Linked DNA regions of Sus scrofa: region 1 is linked to region 2. A link is a contact called in public HiChIP or PLAC-seq data. All regions are on one chromosome and are shown on one strand. The core of a region is the stretch at or near the end of the contact, and the rest is flanking DNA. Distances in the headings are between cores, read along the strand shown. Region 1 holds the start of SALL3 (sal-like protein 3). Region 2 overlaps ATP9B (probable phospholipid-transporting ATPase IIB).

Region 1 (4,661 bases), core at 436-2,935, 52 kb after region 2:
AAGACTGTCTTTCTCATTCGGCAGAAATAAATCCATTCATTTGATCATGTAGTCATTGAGGGCAATACAAAACAAACCAAGTGTGAGAAATTCTATGTGATGAAGTAAACAAAACAAAAAAAAATCCATTTCCATGACAAAAAGATTCTTTGTCCTTAATCTACCCACCATATGCAAGCGTTTCTTTTTAGCATATCTCCCGTTCTAATCTTGGGTGACCAGGCTACCCAGATAAGGCTGCCTTACCTCCGCCGCGACAAAAAGACCGAGTTCACTAATTTTATTTAATTCATTAATTCCCAACCGCGTAAGAAGGATTTCCACCCTTTCTCCACTCCGACGTGGACCTAGACCTGCTTTTTCAAACTTTACAAGTCTCAGGAAAACTCTTCAACTCCTTTCATTTTTTTGGCAGTGTAATTCTCAAAGCAAAAAGATGCGTTTTTGCTCTAAGCCACTTACAATAGGTCAATCAAAAAAGTTGGGTGGCCTATTTTTAAAGGACCAAACTACTTGATGCCCAGGCTCCGGTGCAGCCGAGGGTCGCCAGCGGCAGCCCCTCCCGCACCCCGTGGACTCGCGGGGGCGCGGGAGGCCGGGGCCCTAAACTTTGCAGGGATGGGGCGCAGCCGCGGCCGCCGGCTCCTCGCCAGGCTCTAACTTCTGCAGCGCCTACCTTCCTTTCTGGATGGGGAGGAAGTTCCTACCAGCCGACCGGAGGCAAGGGTGTCTGCGGCGCATCCAAAAGAACAGGAAAGGCCCCGGAAAAGCAAGAGGCATCAGAAACGTGCTGGGGTCCTGCCGCGTGCGAGGACATCCCCCACCCCCCCGCAACGTTGCAGCGCAGCTTACCCCAGGGTTAATTCCCAAGGCGGCCATTAGGAAAGGCCAGGCGACAGCGACTTCCTACTCGCTTCGGAATGGGATCATTGGTTTGTCAGCGCGCCCGGACCTCCCCAGCTTTGCGGCCCTCGGGACACACGAGGCGCCGCTGGCCGGCCGGGGTGGGGGTGGGGGGCAGTTGGGGTCAGGGCGGCGGACTCGTTCCTAGCGCTCAGCGCCGGGGGCGCCGAACAAAGCTGCCCGGGCAGCGGCCTCCCCGGCCCGCGTCCAGCGGTAGGTGAGCCCCGTATGCATCCCCAACGCCGCGCCTGCCTGGGGGGCGCCGCAGTAGCCGAGGCCGACCCCAGAGACCAGGCGCTGGGAGCCTAGGGGTCGGCGCGGAGGCGGCGGAGCGGACCCCTCCCGCCCCCCGCCCAGCTCCGCGCGCCGGCCTCCACCGGTCAGCGCGGGCTCCGAGCGGTCCCCGAGCCGTGGCGCCTTGGCGCGCAGCTCAACTCCAGGCAGCGGAGTCAAGTTTACTTCGCCCGCAACTCCCGCGCCGCGCGCTCCAGCGGAGGACCGGGTGCCCAGGCTGAGCGCCTCCCGGCAGACACTGGCTCGCGGGAGCCGGGAACTTTCTCCGTCCGCGGCGCCCGCCCCGCGCGCACTTCCCCCAGATCCCCGGCCACCCCGCGGTCCGCGGCCCCTCACCGTGCTCGGGAGCCCCGTCCGGCGGCGGCAGCTCCTCGTCCGACTTGAGGTGCTGGGGCTTGGCCTGCTTGCGCCGAGACATGCTGCTAGCGGCGCGCCGGCCCCGCGCGGGGCAGCGGCATCAGCGGGGCGGCCGGCGGGGACCGTGCGGGGCGGCCGGGCGGGCGCGGGGCGCGGGGCGCGGGCGGCGGCGGCGGCGGCTGCGCGGGCCGCGCATGGGGCTGAGCAATTAGGCTGGTGAATAATGCATGGCCATTAGCCGAGGGCCGCGCCGATTGGCCGGCCTCCAGCGGACTCGGGCGGCCTATGCAAATGAGGCCGCGCTCGCAATTAGCGGCCGCGCGGCGAGGAGGGGCCGGCGCCTGCGGGACCGGGGCGCGCGGCCGGCGCCGCTTCACATCGCGGGCTCTGCGCTCTCCCGTGCCCGGTGCGGCCGGGCGGGCCGGGAGCGGCGCGGGCCGCGGTGGCCACCCAGCCCCGGGCACAGGCAGCAAACTTTGGCGGCGTCCGTGCGGCGCCTCTCCGCCGGCGCGCCGGGCTCGCGCCTTTATAAGTGTCTGCGCCGCCGCCCGCGCCCCGCGCCGCTCCCCCCCCGCCGCCGCTCGGCGCCCCTCCCGGAGCGGGCGGCCGCGGGCAGGGCTCAGGCCGGCGCCTTTGTCTCGCCGGGCCGCTCAGGCGCCGAGCCGCCTGTGCTCCGGGTGCCGAGGGCCGGCCGGCCGCCCTCGCCCCTCTGCAGCGGTTCTCGGCGCGCCGGCCCCGCTCAGGCTCAGGTGTCCCCTCTCGCCGGACCTTCTCTCACGGCTCGTGTCCCCTCCGCGGGCTCCCCCGGCGGCCGGCCCAGCTCGGAGGCTCGAGGCCGGAGCGGAGAGGAGTGCGCACGCCGGGGTGGCGGGACTTCGGCAAGACCAACTTTCCGGTTCGGAAGCGGCGCGGGCCGCGCGGCTCCTCCCCTCCCCTGTTCCCCCTCCCCTCCGCTCACCCCCCTGTCTCCCCGCCCCCCCGGGCCCCTCCGACGCCGGAGCGCCCGCCCCTCCCGCCGCCGCCGCCACCGGGGCCGCCTCGGCCCTTCGCGCGCCCGCCGTGCCTCCCCCCTACCAGCGGCTTCTTAAATCCAGGGGAAGGGAGGGGACGACGGGGCCCCAGTGTCCCCCCCCCAATTCCCTTCCCCGTTGGATGCAGGTCCGCGTCGCTCGTGGAGTGGGCAGGCGCAGAGGGGGGCCCGAGGCCTCTAGACTGAAAGTTCCAAGTCCATAAAAGTCCTGCGTGCGGCCCGCTGCGTTCTAGGACTTTTCGGGGGTGATGTGAGGGGGGGCAGGTGAGGGGTCGAGACGTTTGGACCGGCCCCGCATCCCCAGGCGCCTGGCGCTGCGCGCTCCCGGCAATGCACCCAACCCTCGCGGGTTGTCAGGCACGCGCCCTCGCCCCCGCGCGCGCACCCCCAGCAGCAGCTGTGCACACGCGACCTCGCCCACGCCCGCGCGCTCACTCCCGCGCGTGTCTTCCTTCGCGAGCCGTTGCCGGGATGTGCTTCAGGCCCCGTCGCCGCCGAGCCTTCGCCTGTTCCCCCCCGCCCCAGTATGGTTTTTTTTTTTCATTTTCTAAATTTATTATTTTTGTTCTCACAAGTGGCCCTGTCTGGTACGAAGCTTTGGCACAGATGGCCTGCCGGCACGCTTCCCTCAGGGTCGTGCGCCGGCGGGGAACGGGAGGCGACCAGACAGCCCGGGGCACTTGAAGGGCTGCGATCTCCTTGCGTGGCTGGGACCGGGGCTCTGACTAGTGGGGACCCCCGACCCGGATGGACCCGGCCCTGCTCCGTTGGCCCGGCTATCCGCCGGCTGCTTTTCCGTTCTAGAATCTTCCCGCTTCCCAGCCCAGGTTCTCCCGAGCGCCTTTAATTGTGTAAGTTTCACGGAGCAACAGCTTTGGGCTCCAGGAAAAGCGCAGGACCATCAAGACAGAGGAAGGAAGCGCACAGGTTAGGGTGATCTCCAAAGAGACCCCGCAGCCACCTTTGTCACCTCCCTCCCACCCCACATCCCTTAGGGCTGGTTTTGTTTTGCTCTTTGGTGGCAGGCATATTCATTTAGGTAATTTTGTTTCTGAAAAGGAAAAATAACAAATGAAAGATGTTCGAAATCTAGAGTTATCCCCGCCAGCCCCCCGCGCCCCCCCCGTAGCACTTTTATGGTGAAGCTTGGGGGAGATGTCTGTATCGCCATTACGCTGTCAACTTTGCCAAATGCTGTAAGCATTTTGGGGACGCTAATGCATCCCGCGCAGAGGCACTCGGCAGTGGAAAGTTTGTAGCCAGGGCTTTGAGCGAGCGGGGCCACGAATTTTCCTGGGAAAAGGGGAAAAGAGAAGAGGAGGGGAGAGGAAAGGAACGTGTGTTGGCAGGGGAGGGCGGTTGTAGGGAGTGGAAGTTTCTTGCAGAATTTACGGGACCTACAAGAGTTTGGTAAGTTGCAGAGCCGCAGCGGAGAGGTAGGTGTCGGTGACGTGACTGCTTTCCAGAAAAGAAAGAACACGAAACGATCGTCGCTGGTTGGACCCCTGATAAAAGGTGCACTGGCTTTTGTGACCTGGTTAATTCTCTTTTTTCCTTCTTAAAAAAAAAAAATCGACACTTTGGGGGAAAGAAGCAAATGTAGGTTCCAGCGGTGTCCGAAGCCTCTCTGAGGAAGCTCGAGCCCGGCTCCCCCGCAGCCTCATGCCCCGTGGCACGGACTCCTCCTCTTTGGGCCACTTTGCTCGCGCCGGCCCCCACCGTTTTTGTTCCTAAAGCCATTAGTCCGCCCTTCCCAGCCCCCCACTCTCTCTCCAGCACACTGGCACGATTTCCTTAGGTCTTTCTGGGACTTCTAAACGACACTGTTCAATTTCGTCGACTTGCTTTGCATTTTCTACTATGTGTGGTCATGGGGAGGATCTTAAGTCCCTCCAAGGAAGGCGAATCTGAGACTCCGGCCCTGTCTTTAAGAAGGGAGCCTTCAGACTGCAGGAGGTGTCGCGCCAGCCGTGATGCGCTTTGTAAGTGGGAAGATGCAGCAGCCTGGGCTCGGCGCTGTGGTGGACACTGGCTTTCACAATGTGAGCGGCCGCCAAGCGGGACGCAGAGCCGGCGG
Region 2 (4,791 bases), core at 1,168-3,667:
AACAAATAAATAGAATTTACAGTCTGAACAACACAGAGAAAAGAGTCTGGAGGTGAAAAAAAAAGAGCCTAAAGGAATCATGTAACACTAACAAAAGATCCAATATTTGCATCATTGGAGTCCCAAAAAGAGAGGAGAAATGAAAGAGTATTTTAAGAAAAAAATGGCTAAAAACTCCCTAAATTTGGTGAAATAAACCCCAACAGATTTAAGAAGCTTAGTGAATACTAAATGAGTTAAACCCAAAGAATTAAGATACATCATAATTAAAACTTCTGAAAAATAAAGACAAAGAAAAAACTTTAAAGCAGCCAGAAAGAAATGAGACATAAAAGAACACCAATTTGAACAACAGACTGCCTATCAAAAACTCTGAAGGCTGGGAGGAAAGTGGAACAAGAGTTTTCAATCAGTAAGAAAAGAAGTGACAACCAGGAATTCTGTATGCAATAAAACTATCCTTGAGGAATAAATGAGAAATAAACACATTTCTAAAATGAAATTGGCTCAAAATTGGCTATAGGAAGGTCTTGAAATAGAAAGGAAACAAAACAAAACAAAAAAGAGAATCCTGGAACATCAAGAAGGAAGAACAGAAAGATCAAAAATATCAGTACATATAATAAATTATCTTTATCATCATGAGTTTTATAAACCCTATTTGATTATTTAAACAAAAAGTATAACACTATCTAATACTCAGCACATGACATTTAAATTGCAGGGGAGAGAAGGCAGATAAAGTAATCAAAATGAATAGATTTACACATTTCAGTCCACATAGTAAAATACTAACAATACACTATGGTGTATTGTCACTATGGTGATAAGTCCATATGTATACTGTAATACCCAAAGCAAAAACCACAGAAAAGACTCACACTAAAAAATACTTTAGAGATATCAAAAAAGCATTCATGGAAAAAGAAGGCAAGAGAAATAGGAATGAGAATCAGATGATTCTCACACTTAAACACTAATGGCACTCTTAAGCTCTGATGTATCAATAATTACTTTAAATGTAACATGTAAACCAAAGGATAGAGATTGACAGACCGAATAATGGAAAAACATGATCCAACAGAAACTCACTACAAATTCAACAACATAGAAAGGCTGAAAGATAGATTGCATAGGTTGAAAGCTAACACAATGCAAACAGTCCACAAAAAGCTAGAGCGGATAAATTAGTCTACTAGACTCCAGAGTCAAGAAAATTACCAGAGACCCAAAGAGACACAAGCCATATTGAAGTCATAGGGATCCTAAATGTATATATATATACCAAATGACTGAGCCTTAAAATACATGAAGCAAAAATAGATGCGAGCTTTGATGAAAACCTATTGTGAAACAGGTGGCATATTTTCAAATAATATCTCCTAAAATCACCCACCTGAGAATATTACTAATGCAATTACTCTTATATAGGTAATGTCAAGGAAGAAAGATTTCTGGAGAATCCACTTTTGGCCAAACACTACAAACGAACACCTATTAACTTCTCCTGTAATCTTCAAACAATCCTATAAGAAAAACTATTCTCCCCCATTTTACAGCAGAGGAAATTAGGGCTCATAGTTTAAGTTACCTAAGATCATTAGGGCTCATAGTTTAAGTTACCTAAGATCAAACAGCTAGTATGTAAATGAACTAAGATTCAATTAAACTCTGTAACTTTATTAAGATGTACTCCTTTTACTATATGTTACAGCCTCTCAGATAGCCCAAGCCAGAAATTATTCTAAAACTTGAATCCTGAAGCAACTACATATTGAAATCTATATACCCTTCTTTATGTACTAAAGGTTGACTGCTTCTTTAATCCCTCAGGAAAAAAATTTTAACTACTAAAAAAGGCATTATTTCTCCTTTTTATAAGTTTTCTTTTTGTAACTCTCTTATCACTTACACGTGTAGTATTCTTCCCTTTGGGTGAGAAATTAGAGCTAAAACCAACTAGGGTATGAGACTTGCATTTGAAACTAAAGGTGTGCACTTTTAAATTCCATTGCTTAACCAACTATGGTCACATTAAAGAGTTTAATCTTTCTGAACCTCTGTTTCCCATTCTTAAAAGCAAAAATTCTTGTCCACAAAAAGTACTTGGTACATATACGTTTAAGTAAAAAGTGTACCTAGTAAACAAACTGAAATGTCTTCACTCGCTCTTTACATTTGGGGAAGTGATTCCCTACAAGGTTTGCATTTCTAACGCTAACTTGGAAGTTGTATCTTCCAGCTTCAAATTTCCATGGTGACACAGTAAGTTTCAGAGACACAACTGCGTGATCCGAGCCGCGGGAATGCCCAGCGGTGCCTGTGTTACTGAGGGACCCGAGGCTGTTCCCTCTCTCCGCTGAGTACGGCGGCCAGGGCATCCGTGTCGGGGCAGCGCCTGGGCCCCTCTCGGAGACTGAATGGCCTCCCCGAGCTCAGGCGCGCCGGCGGGGTTCCGGGGGCGGCCCATCTGAGCACACCCCACCTGGGCACACCCCACCCGGGCCGGGGAGGGGCGCCGAGGCGGGAGGAGGGACAGCCCGGTCGTTACCTGCTGGGCCGCTCGGCCCCCGGCCCGGGCCCCGCTGCGCTGAAGTAGGCCGCGCGTTTGCGGTAGGCCGCCGCCGCCGCTGCGCTGCGCACCGGGTACAGAGGGATCTGGTCCGCCATATTCTGGCCGCCACCTTTCCGCCCCTCCCAGATCCCCCTCGGTTCGCAGCCTTTCCCCTCCCTCTCCCCTCAGCTTCAACCCGGCTGAGGCACAGCCCGCGCGCCCTGCCCCTCCACCATGCGTCGGGGCTTGATGGCGTCACCACGCGTCCGGGCCCGATGACGACAACGCCGGCGAAGGTGAGAGAAGTGTGGCAAAGGTTCCGAGGCCCCACCTCTGCGTGGCGGCGACCGATGACATCACCGCGCGGCGAGCGCGCTGTGCAGGGCGCGTGCGCGCATGCGCGGCGGGCTGACCATTCCAAAGCGGAGCTGGGTGGGGCTGCTGAGCAACTCTGGAGCTTGGGAGGTCGCGCAGGTTGGGTTCGTCCCTGGCCGGAGTTCCTCCCTGACACCGGATCGAGGCCACCGAGCGCCTTGCCGCGCACGCCCGGGACCCCAGCTCACGGGAGCATGGCCCACCTCAGCGCAGTGCGTAATCTCGGCGTCCTGCCGGGCCGACCCGACCCCACCTCCCTGCTTGGTCCAGTGGCGCCCGTGCGCACCCGGTCCCTGCAGGTCCCCCTCGGGTAAATAAAGACTGGTGACTAGTTCCTGTTTCCATAGTAGCGTGAAGGTCTGGAGTGTCCAGCACGTGTCGGTGGGAAGGTTGTGTTTGAGGAAACTCTGGAATTCCGATCTCTTCGCTCGATAGGCTGAAGCTAGCCTCCCTCCCCCGTCTTCCCTGCGGCTCCCAGCCAGGAACTGCCTGAGAAAGCCCCGACCGCGGTACTCTGGTGGTGCGTGTTCTGTAGCTGCGCAGCCTCTCTTAGCGCCGCACGAGTGCCTTTCTACTGGTGGCCCCCGCTTTCCCTGAAGCCTCTAACCTTACCCTGGAGAATCAAGTATAGGAATACTTGAAAAAAAATTCCCTGTATGTATTATTTCCTAAGATTTCATTATTCCCATAAATTGCTTGCAATGAATGGTCTAACAGTTTACGTCCTCAGAGTCCTGAATTTTGCAATTAAGTTATTAGGTTATATTTACGTTTGTTATTAATTTATAGTTTAGGAATCTGGTCTGAACCTCAGCTTTTTAAATTTGAGGTTTTCCTCCTGGCCAAATACGTGGTCATACTTCCAAACCATGTATTAAGTGAATAGGTTTTATTTTCCAAGATCCAAAATGCTCAGGGTGCAGCAGTGAAGTCTTCGCTCTGCCCACTCCCAGGAGGTGGGCATTTTGGTAACAGCTGCCTGGGAACCGGCAAGGAGGTGTGGTCAGTCTTGAGAGGCTGCTGCCCTCCCCACCCCCCGCGGTCCAGTCACTTCTCAGGAGGATGCTGGCTCCAGAAGTGCCCCAGCAGCCCCCAGTTCTGCAGAACACAGAATACCCGACAGCACTCCTCTTTTGAAATGGCCCCATACTGCTCACTTGCCCAATCAGCCAAAGGAGGGCCGTCAAAATTACCTGAAGACCCTGCAGGACATCTCCCCCACCCCCAAAACCATCTTGATGGACACTCAGTGTCTCCTCCTTTTACTCTCAGAAATGCTGTCCTTTCTAACACCCTTGATCACTTGCTGAAAGGAGTGGCAGCAGATGGATCCCTGGCTACAAAGTTGTAACAGTCTTCATTAATTTTGTCTCAGACTTACTTTTGTCTTTGACAGTTTGGGTTGTTTATTTCAGTGACCACACTACTTATTTCAAAGATTTCTCATCCATTCTTTCTTTTATCCATTTATTTTTATTTCATTTCTGCCTACCTGTTTTGTTTCATACCTTTGATTATCTGGAGTGAAAAATATTTTACTCGTTGCTGTGTTAACTGTCTTTCTTAGCATTAGATTTCTTCACATGTCTTGGAATTCGTTTGCAGGCACATTTTAAGTGACTCTTTCTGTCCTCACTCCCTGTTTAGCGTTGTTGCTGCTGCTTCCATCCTCTGCCAAGAACCCAAGCCCACATGGCATCTCAAGGCTGTAGTATGGGGTAGTGTGCCAGGCCTGGAATCTGGAGGCAGCTGGATTAATTCTTGGTCTTCAGTTTGGGTCTTTGTCATCCTACATCTAGGCTTCCAGCCTGCAAGAAAACTTCAGGCAGCAGTCAGTAACAGGATTTGGTTGGTTGGTTGGT

Evidence for each region. HiChIP or PLAC-seq counts read pairs in DNA pulled down with a chosen protein or histone mark.
Region 1: an H3K27ac HiChIP or PLAC-seq map of alveolar macrophages shows a contact between it and region 2. The contact joins the promoter of SALL3 here to the enhancer-like site in region 2. A contact is called at or near these places in 3 of 5 promoter capture datasets (fetal liver and liver), 35 of 47 Hi-C or Micro-C datasets (adipocytes, adipose tissue, alveolar macrophages and 19 more) and 1 of 2 datasets of contacts at active chromatin or transcription factors (alveolar macrophages).

The regions. Positions count from the first base shown.
Region 1 is chr1:146,272,093-146,276,753 of Sscrofa11.1, forward strand. It overlaps SALL3 (sal-like protein 3), which reads right to left and starts at 1,686. Exons shown (of 4, transcript XM_021099018.1): 1 at 1,534-1,686. The coding sequence starts at 1,615.
Region 2 is chr1:146,218,949-146,223,739 of Sscrofa11.1, forward strand. ATP9B (probable phospholipid-transporting ATPase IIB) reads right to left here. Exons shown (of 30, transcript XM_013985712.2): 1 at 2,552-4,791. The coding sequence starts at 2,670. Among named protein-coding and RNA genes, the nearest start is that of ATP9B, 7.5 kb to the right of the region's middle. Within about 2 kb of position 2,418, at least 81 of the 83 cell types and tissues checked have an H3K27ac peak or open chromatin away from gene starts, as enhancers often do. A contact at or near this core is called in adipose tissue, alveolar macrophages, differentiating spermatogonia and 12 more, where this site is marked.